Regions from separate parts of the Sus scrofa genome. Here region 2 is linked to region 1. Evidence: chromatin contacts called from public Hi-C data. All regions are on one chromosome and are shown on one strand. The core of a region is the stretch at or near the end of the contact, and the rest is flanking DNA. Distances in the headings are between cores, read along the strand shown.

What was found. Hi-C and Micro-C count contacts between places; a contact is called where the count stands out from the background.
Region 2: a contact with region 1 is called in a Hi-C map of skeletal muscle, with 20 times the contacts expected there. The contact joins the promoter of ASGR2 here to the promoter of SLC16A11 in region 1. A contact is called at or near these places in 2 of 5 promoter capture datasets (fetal liver and liver), 29 of 47 Hi-C or Micro-C datasets (adipose tissue, alveolar macrophages, blood and 15 more) and 1 of 2 datasets of contacts at active chromatin or transcription factors (skeletal muscle).

Annotation. Positions count from the first base shown.
Region 1 is chr12:52,440,830-52,444,657 of Sscrofa11.1, forward strand. It overlaps SLC16A11 (monocarboxylate transporter 11), which reads right to left and starts at 1,647. Exons shown (of 6, transcript XM_005669186.3): 1 at 1,463-1,647; 2 at 993-1,200; 3 at 587-730; 4 at 1-422. The coding sequence starts at 1,194. It overlaps LOC102159513 (a long non-coding RNA gene), which reads left to right and starts at 1,650. Exons shown (of 4, transcript XR_306601.3): 1 at 1,650-2,798.
Region 2 is chr12:52,504,382-52,508,209 of Sscrofa11.1, forward strand. ASGR2 (asialoglycoprotein receptor 2) reads right to left here and starts at 2,188. Exons shown (of 11, transcript XM_013981301.2): 1 at 2,105-2,188. LOC110256107 (a long non-coding RNA gene) reads left to right here and starts at 2,125. Exons shown (of 3, transcript XR_002337354.1): 1 at 2,125-2,205.

The DNA.
Region 1 (3,828 bases), core at 397-2,896:
TGCTGCCCCGTATCCGCCCAGACCCCGATCTAAAGCGTGAGGGGCCAAGTGCACGTAGGGGATGAAGTACCCGCCCGCCACCAAGGCCGTGCCTAGAGCAAAAACCAAGAAGACCCGGCGTGTGAAGAGATCTAGGCCGAGGGCTGCCAGAGGGCTTCGGGGTGGGGTCGGGGGGTCGCCTGGGAGCTCCAGGGGTCGCAGCAGGGCGCCGCAGGGGGTGAGGTGGAGGGTAACGGCGCCGAGGAGGAGCAGGGCGCCCCGCCAGCCGAAATGATCCAGGAGGAGCTGCAAGGCGGGCGCCAGGAGCAGCGAGGAGGCCCCGTTGCCCGTGAGGGCCAGCCCCACGGCCAAGACTCGACGGCGGGAGAAGTAACGTGAGAGGGTCCCAAGGGCAGGGGCGAACACCAGGGCCCAGCCGGCGCCTGCGAATGGATAGGACCAGGTGAGGGCAGGAAGCGGGAGCGCCCGCCCCCGCCGTCCCGGCCCCGCTGGTTGCAGGAGGCCCCGCCCCCTTGGCCTCTGGCCCCCAACGAGCTGGGCTCTGCACCATCACCCCTTAAGAACCCGGGTGTCCCTCCCCCCTCACCAGCAAGGACGCCCAGGCCAAGATAGAGGTGCAGCAGACTGCGGGCGAAAGCCGAGAAAACGAAGCCGAGCGAGGTGAGGACGCCTCCAACCATCACAACCGGGCGCGCCCCCCAGCGGGTGCTCAGGGCGCTGCCCACTGGGCCTAGAAGGGGGCGGGGTCAACGGAAGACACGCTCCCGGAGCCTCCAAAGTCGCTCCAACACTTCTCATTGGCTGTTTGCATGGCTTAAACGCCCCCCCGCTGTCTAGCAGCCCCTTCTCTTGCCCTCTAGACCCACTCTTCTTCTAGAACTTAGTTCCACCAATAGATTGTCTGGTAATCCATCAGGTGAGCCCCCCACCACTGCCCTCATGGCCCGCCCACCCCAGTTCCCGCCTCCCTCCTCGGGCCCCCCCCCCCTCACTGGCTGCCTGCTGCACCGCCAAGGCCAGGGCGCTGACCCACGCAGTGTCCTGAGCGCTTCGGTCAAAATGCTCCGCGAGGTCAGGGAGGGCGAGGCCCAGGGAGCGTAACAGCCCGTAGGAGAGCCCATTCACCACGAAGGCTGCGGCCGCCACCACCCAGCCCCAGCCCCCGTCCGGGGGTCCGGCTGGCTTGGGGGTCATCGCCGCCTGGGGGAAGGAGGGGAGATACCTGTGAGGCAAGCCTCCACGTCTGTGCTTCCTCTAGGGACCTGGGCATCCCTGAGGTCCAGCCTCTGGCTGTTTGCCCAGGGTGGGCACGTCACCCTGAGCACAACAGGACCGGGGCGGAGGAGAGGGAGCTAGGCCTAGGGATAGAACTCCCGGGTCCGCGCGAGTACAGGGTGACAGCCGGACCGCCCCCCCCCAGGCCTGAGACTCCCCCCCCCACACACACATGGGTCCCCCTTACCCGACCTCTCCCGGCGGTGCGGGGAGGGGAAGGGCGAGGAATGGCTCGGCCCGGTTTTCTCCCCGCTTTCCGGGCGGGCGGGGCCCCAGAGGGGAGAGAATGCCGAGATGGAGCCCAACTTGCACAGGCTCTCCGGGTAAACAGGGATTGCCACTGGGGGCCTGGGCCACCTGGGGCGTGGGGGGGGGGTTGGGGAGGGTACGGAGGGCGGGGGCGAGCGGAGACAGCCAATCCGCGGAGCCACGGGTGAGGCCAGACACCTAGTCCCACGGGGATTGAATTATCCTCCTACACCGCCCCCCCCCAGCCCTGGGGAAGGGTGGGGCGAGGAATGAAAGCCTCCCCAGCCCCGCCCACGCTCACGCACCTGTCGCCGGCTGCGCTCACCGGAGACCCATGGATCAATCGCCAGCCCAAGGTCGGTAGGCAACGCAAGGAAACCGGTGATCCTCCCAAAGCATGAAGGGACCAGTATTTTCGTTCCCTGGGGACGGTGCTGAAGACCCAGGTAAACCTCAGATCACAGACCTCCACCGAGTGCGTGCTGCGGCCTCAACAATATATGCACTCAAGGACGGAGGGGAAAGAAAGGGACTTCCTTGTGATGTGTTAGGGACATGCCATCTTTCATCTTTACAGTCACCCTGTGAAAAGGCTTCTCCCCATTTTACAGATGAACGAGTTGAAGCTTAGGCAGCTTAGGTCACTTGCCCCAAATCACCCAGCTTAAAAAAAAAAAATGGTGGAAATATTTGAGTTTGGGTCTGTCCAACTAGGAACCATACAAGGAGAACAGACGGGGGACTGAAGTAGAATCTGCCACCGCGGAGGGAAATGGCCTGGAGACAGTTTGATGCCAAGCTGACCTGGGAATGGTAGAGCCTTTCCAGGCCCGTGAGTTTGTGATTCTGAGATAGGGGTTACTGGGAATAGAAAGGATCCTAAGAATCAATGAGGATTTAGATTAGAATTTTAAAAACGAAGTAAGAAATCAGAGAATTGTACCCCGTGACGGATTTCTTGAAAAGATTTTTTGAAAGTACTCTTTTTACATTAGAATTGGGGTTACCAGTGATTTACTCCAGCTATTTGAATCAAGAGATGTATTTTTTGGTGTAATTATTAATATCCGAAAATTTGTGGCTTACAGTTTGGAGCATGCATCACCTGGCAGCCACATGGTGGCAGTGTTTCCTAATTGTTGAAAAAGTTCCTGCAAATAAAAGAAACACAGCTTCTGGATCAGTGAAAACTATGAGCCTAACAAGACAACATGACCTTTGCTGGCTCTCCAATGGCTAAAGGAGGGAAAAGCCCACAATCCTCTACTTTGAGTGTAAGGCCGTTCACAAAGGCAACCCAGGCTATCTTTCCATCCCCGCGCCCCCCCCCCTCACCCTTCCACAATCAGCCATTAGCTTCTCACCCTGCTCTGTGAGCAGGCATAACTTTTTCTCCTCAAGTTTTGTATATATCATGCCCCACTGCTTGAAATGACCTGGACGGGGTACTGGATTCCTGCCACATGGACCGTGGAAGAGTGGTCTCAAGGGTTTACCTAGCCTGGGGTACTCTTGCGAAAGACACCTGGGAGGCGGGGCCAGCAGGTCCTCAGCCACCAGGAAGGCAGGGAGCCCACTTCCTGGGATGTCAGGCAAGCTCTCCGCCCCAATCTGAATGAAGTCAGCTGAAACAAATCCCTCCCTCTCGGGGGTGAAATAGAAGAGCAGGGCAGTCAAAGAGGACACTGAGCCCTTGGGATCTGGGAGTCACACACAGTGATCCTGAGCACCTCTCCCAGACACTTATGAACCCAGAGCCTGGCATCATCTCAGAGCCTGGCACCAAGCTGTATTGGTTACAGGAGGGCACATGCATCTTCATGTTCCCTGTAGGCTTAGCCAAAATCACCATCACTGTACACATCCTTTGCTCAGGGAGCTAATACAGCAGTGAGGTTGGGAGGATCAATTCCCAAGCTAGACTTCCCGGGTTTGAAACCCATCTTTTTTTTTTTTTTTTTTTTTTGCCATTTCTTGGGCCGCTCCGGCGGCAATATGGAGGTTCCCAGGCTAGGGGTTGAACCAGAGCTGTAGCCGCCAGGCTACACCAGAGCCACAGCAACATGGGATCCGAGCCATGTCTGTGACCTACACCACGGCTCACGGCAACACCAGATCCTTAACCCACTGCACAAGGCCAGGGATCGAACCCTCAACCTCACGGTTCCTAGTCAGATTTGTTAACCACTGCGCCACGATGGGAACTCCTGCAGTGTAGACCTTTTATGGCAGTGAAATTTCTTTGAAATATCTTGTTTTACATTGAAAATTCATATGGAGGAGTTCCCTTGTGGCTCAGCAGGT
Region 2 (3,828 bases), core at 938-3,437, 64 kb after region 1:
GGTCCAACCTGCACCACAGCAGCAACCTGGAGCCACTGCAGTGACAAAGTGGGATCTTTAACCCGCTACCCCACGAGGGAACTCCTCTGGAAATTTTCTTTAAGTTACTATAATAGACATGAAAAGTCATTTCGTTTTTGGAGGGTTTTACTTTTTCACCATTGAAGAAGCTAGGTTTTTTCTTTCCTTTTTCCGCTTACGTTCCCAACTTCCATGAGGGCAGCGCCACCTTGTGGTCACACCTGCATGATGCGCCAGTCTCCGAGAACGGAGACTCCATCACTTCCACCGGATCCCCCAACATTTTTTTTTAGCATCCTGCCTCTCTCCAAATAACTGAAGCAAAACATTAAATAGTAAAAGGATCATTCTCTTTTTTTCAAGTGTTGGTTTTTTTGTTTGGTTGGTTGGTTGTTTTTGCCTCACGCGGAGGCATGTGGAAGTTCCCAGGCCAGGGATGGAACCTGCACCACAGCTGCAGCAATGCCAGATCTGCACAAGGGAAGTCCCAGGGGTCATTCTGCTAACTAAAGTTTTCCACAAATCAACTCCTAGGTGCAATTTGGCGACTTTTTCCTTGTCGCAAGACATGTTTCCTTGAAAACTCCATCTTGCCCTTCTTTACTTTATCCCATCTTCTTGTCTTATTTTATCCCATCTTCCTTCTTGGAAAAACAGTCACAGTGCTGGTAAATGACTTAAGCTTAAGAACAAAGACCTAAAGGCATAAGTGACTTAAGCTTAAGAACTGTTATGTGCCTAGAGGTCAGAGTAAGAGCTTAACCCTTTACCACCTAAGTGGCTTTCTAAATAGTAAAAGAACTTATATAATAGTAAACAAACCCTGTATCATCCACCCATAGCCACTCCTCACTTGATCTCACAATAAAAGCAGTGTGGTTTCTTGAGGCAGGGCGCTCTTGGTCCCTGAGACCTTGAGTCCCCCGGTTCCCACCTTTACTTAAGATAAATGTCTCTGTGTCTTGTTTTATGTTAACCTTTTTTCCTTAAGTTCCACAGCACTCGTTCTTCAGCCCCATCCTGCTGAGCTGGCCCCGGCATTTCCTCTGATCATTTTTCCTTTATTTACTTTTATTAACTTATCCCAGCTTAACATGGTAAACAACTATACTTCAATTTAAAAAAAAAAAATTCCAGGTCGAATCCTGTACACTTTCTGGTTATTCTGACTTCCATCTGAGAGTCACTAAAGGCTTGCAAAGCCCCTGAAGGTGTCAAGATGGCATCAAACAGTGGTAGTTTCTCTCCGTGTAATGACCAGACCTATTGAACTCCAAGTTCAAAAGCCAGGACGCCTGTGTTTATAAGCCCCAGGTTTCTAAGGGCTGGGAGGCGGAGGAGGAGGGGGGAAAGAGATGGGCCTCTCGAGTTTTACCTTCCACGAAAGCGTTTAACACACCGCGCAGCTTCTATCAGATCTCTGCTTCATTCCTCTTAGTCAAATTAGGAAATGGGGACGGGGAGCGGAATCTACACAGTCCACTGTCATCTTATCCGCTTCTTGCCGAAAGCAGGAGAGAGCAGCGTGCTCTCGGGTCGGGCTGGAGGAGGACGGCCCCTCCCACCAGGCAGGACCACCCACCTCCTCCGCAGCCCAGGGGCCCCCGCCCTGCATCACCCACGGATGTCTCGGATGCGGCCCGGCTGCGTGACAACCTGCCCCAAGGAATCCTCAAACTGTTCCCTTCAAGGTTAAATGCAAGCATATCTTCAGCGGTCATGCTCTTTGAACGCCCCCCCCCCCCGCCCCCGACACACACACCCTTTTAGCAAGTTAGTGACACGGAAGGCCCCTCCGATTTGGCGGTATGCAAATCCACCTGCAAGCGCCCGAGCCCAGGATGAAAAGGACCGCGCCCTGGGAGGCGCTGGGACCCTCCCAGGCAGGAGATGCCCTGCTTGCCCGCTCCGCCCACCCTGAAAGCGTGAGGAAGGGCCTGGGCTGCACCTGCCAGGCCTTCTGGGGCCTGCGGCCCACTCCCTCCATCACCGCGTTTGGCCTTTGCTGGGGTCCCTTGGTTCCCACCCCCACCCCTGCCACTCCCGCCACTCCCACCCCCGATAAGCCCCGCCCTCCCCTCACCTGGGCCTCAGGTGGGGCCTGAGTCAATCTTCCTCCTGGGCCGGTTCTGCGGGTGTTCTGTCCTCCCGGCCTTCAGCTGTTCCGTCTGCAGTTCACGTAAGGTGAGCTCTCCCTCCTGGTTCTGTCTTTGACGAATATCCCAGGTGTTGCCCAATCGCCTCACACCACACACACCTCTGATCTCACCCCCGCCCCACCCACCCTCTGGCAGCCCCTGCCCAGGCCCCTGCCTTGGCGGGCGCCCACCCCCCATCAGGGCCGCCTGGCTGCCTGCGATCCATCCAGGCAAGAGCTTTTTTGTAATTAACTATTGATGAAGAAACCTGGTTCCTGATTCAGGTACCTGTAACCTTGTTTTGTTTCCCAAGCTGACAGGTAAAACTTGCTAACAATTTCTCTGCAAGTGACTTTGCAGCAGGCCGCTCTGCTAGAAGCCTTGCAGCCTCTCCTCAGAGGCTTCAATCAGCTGCCCTCCAGGGGAGGGGACACAAAGCCTGTCCCCGGGGCTTGGCCAAGACTGCTCCTCTCACAGGCCTTGGTGCAGGGCTGGCTGCTGAGAGGACCCGGGCCCTTTTCACAGGGGCCAGGGAATGTCTTTGGAATAGACGGATTTCACTGTACCTCGATCCATTAAAGAAGAAAGATCGAGAACCCCACCTCTTTCCTTTGGGGGATCTGACGTGACAAGGATCTCCTAAGGAGAGCCATGGCTCTGACTAAGGTCTGCTGAAAAGAAAGGGAACCTGAGGGCCCAAGAGGAAGCCATTGGGAGCAAAGAAAGAGCCAGAACAAGGGCCCCTGTGCCTTAGCTCGGCGGCTACAACAGCGTACCCCACACACACACTGGGTGCCTTAGACAAGAGACACTGCTTTCACGCAGCAGACAGAGGGGGCGCGATTGCTTCCTCTTCTCATAAAGAGCTCCACCCTCGTGACCTGATCACTCCCCAAAGGCACCGCCTCCAAATACCATCACCCTGGGGCTTGGGGCTTCGACATCCAAATTTGGGCAGATGCACCTGGCGTCAGTGCTAAAGCCTAGAACAGTTTCCCAGAGGAGGGCAAGCTGGGCACAGATGGAAGATGCCTCCTGACGGATAGATGCTAGAAGCTGTGCTTTGGGGACCAGCGCTGAGCAGGTGCTATGAACTAAAGCGCTGTGCTGGGGGTTCCCACCATGCTGCGGTGCCTTAAGAAGCTGGGTTTGATCCCCGGCCGGACACAGTGGTTTAAAGGATTTGGCGTGGCCGCAGCTGTGGTGGAGGTCTCAGCTGTGACTCGGATTCAGTCCCTGGCCCAGGAACTTCCCACATGCTGCGGTGCAGGCATAAAAAACTGGAGTTCCCGTCGTGGCGCAGTGGTTAACGAATCCGACTAGGAACCATGAAGTTGTGGGTTCGGTCCCTGCCCTTGCTCAGTGGGTTAACGATCCAGCGTTGCCATGAGCTGTGGTGTAGGTTGCAGTCGCGGCTCGGATCCCACGTTGCTGTGGCTCTGGCGTAGGCCAGTAGCTACAGCTCCGATTAGACCCCTAGCCTGGGAACCTCCATATGCCGCGGGAGCGGCCCAAGAAATAGCAAAAAGACAAATAAAATAAAATAAAATAAAATAAAAAATAAAAAGATAGAAAACTGGAGTTCCCGTCCTGGCTCAGTGGTTGACAAATCCGACTAGGAACCATGAGGTTGCAGGTTCGATCCCTGGCCTCACTCAGTGGGTTAAGG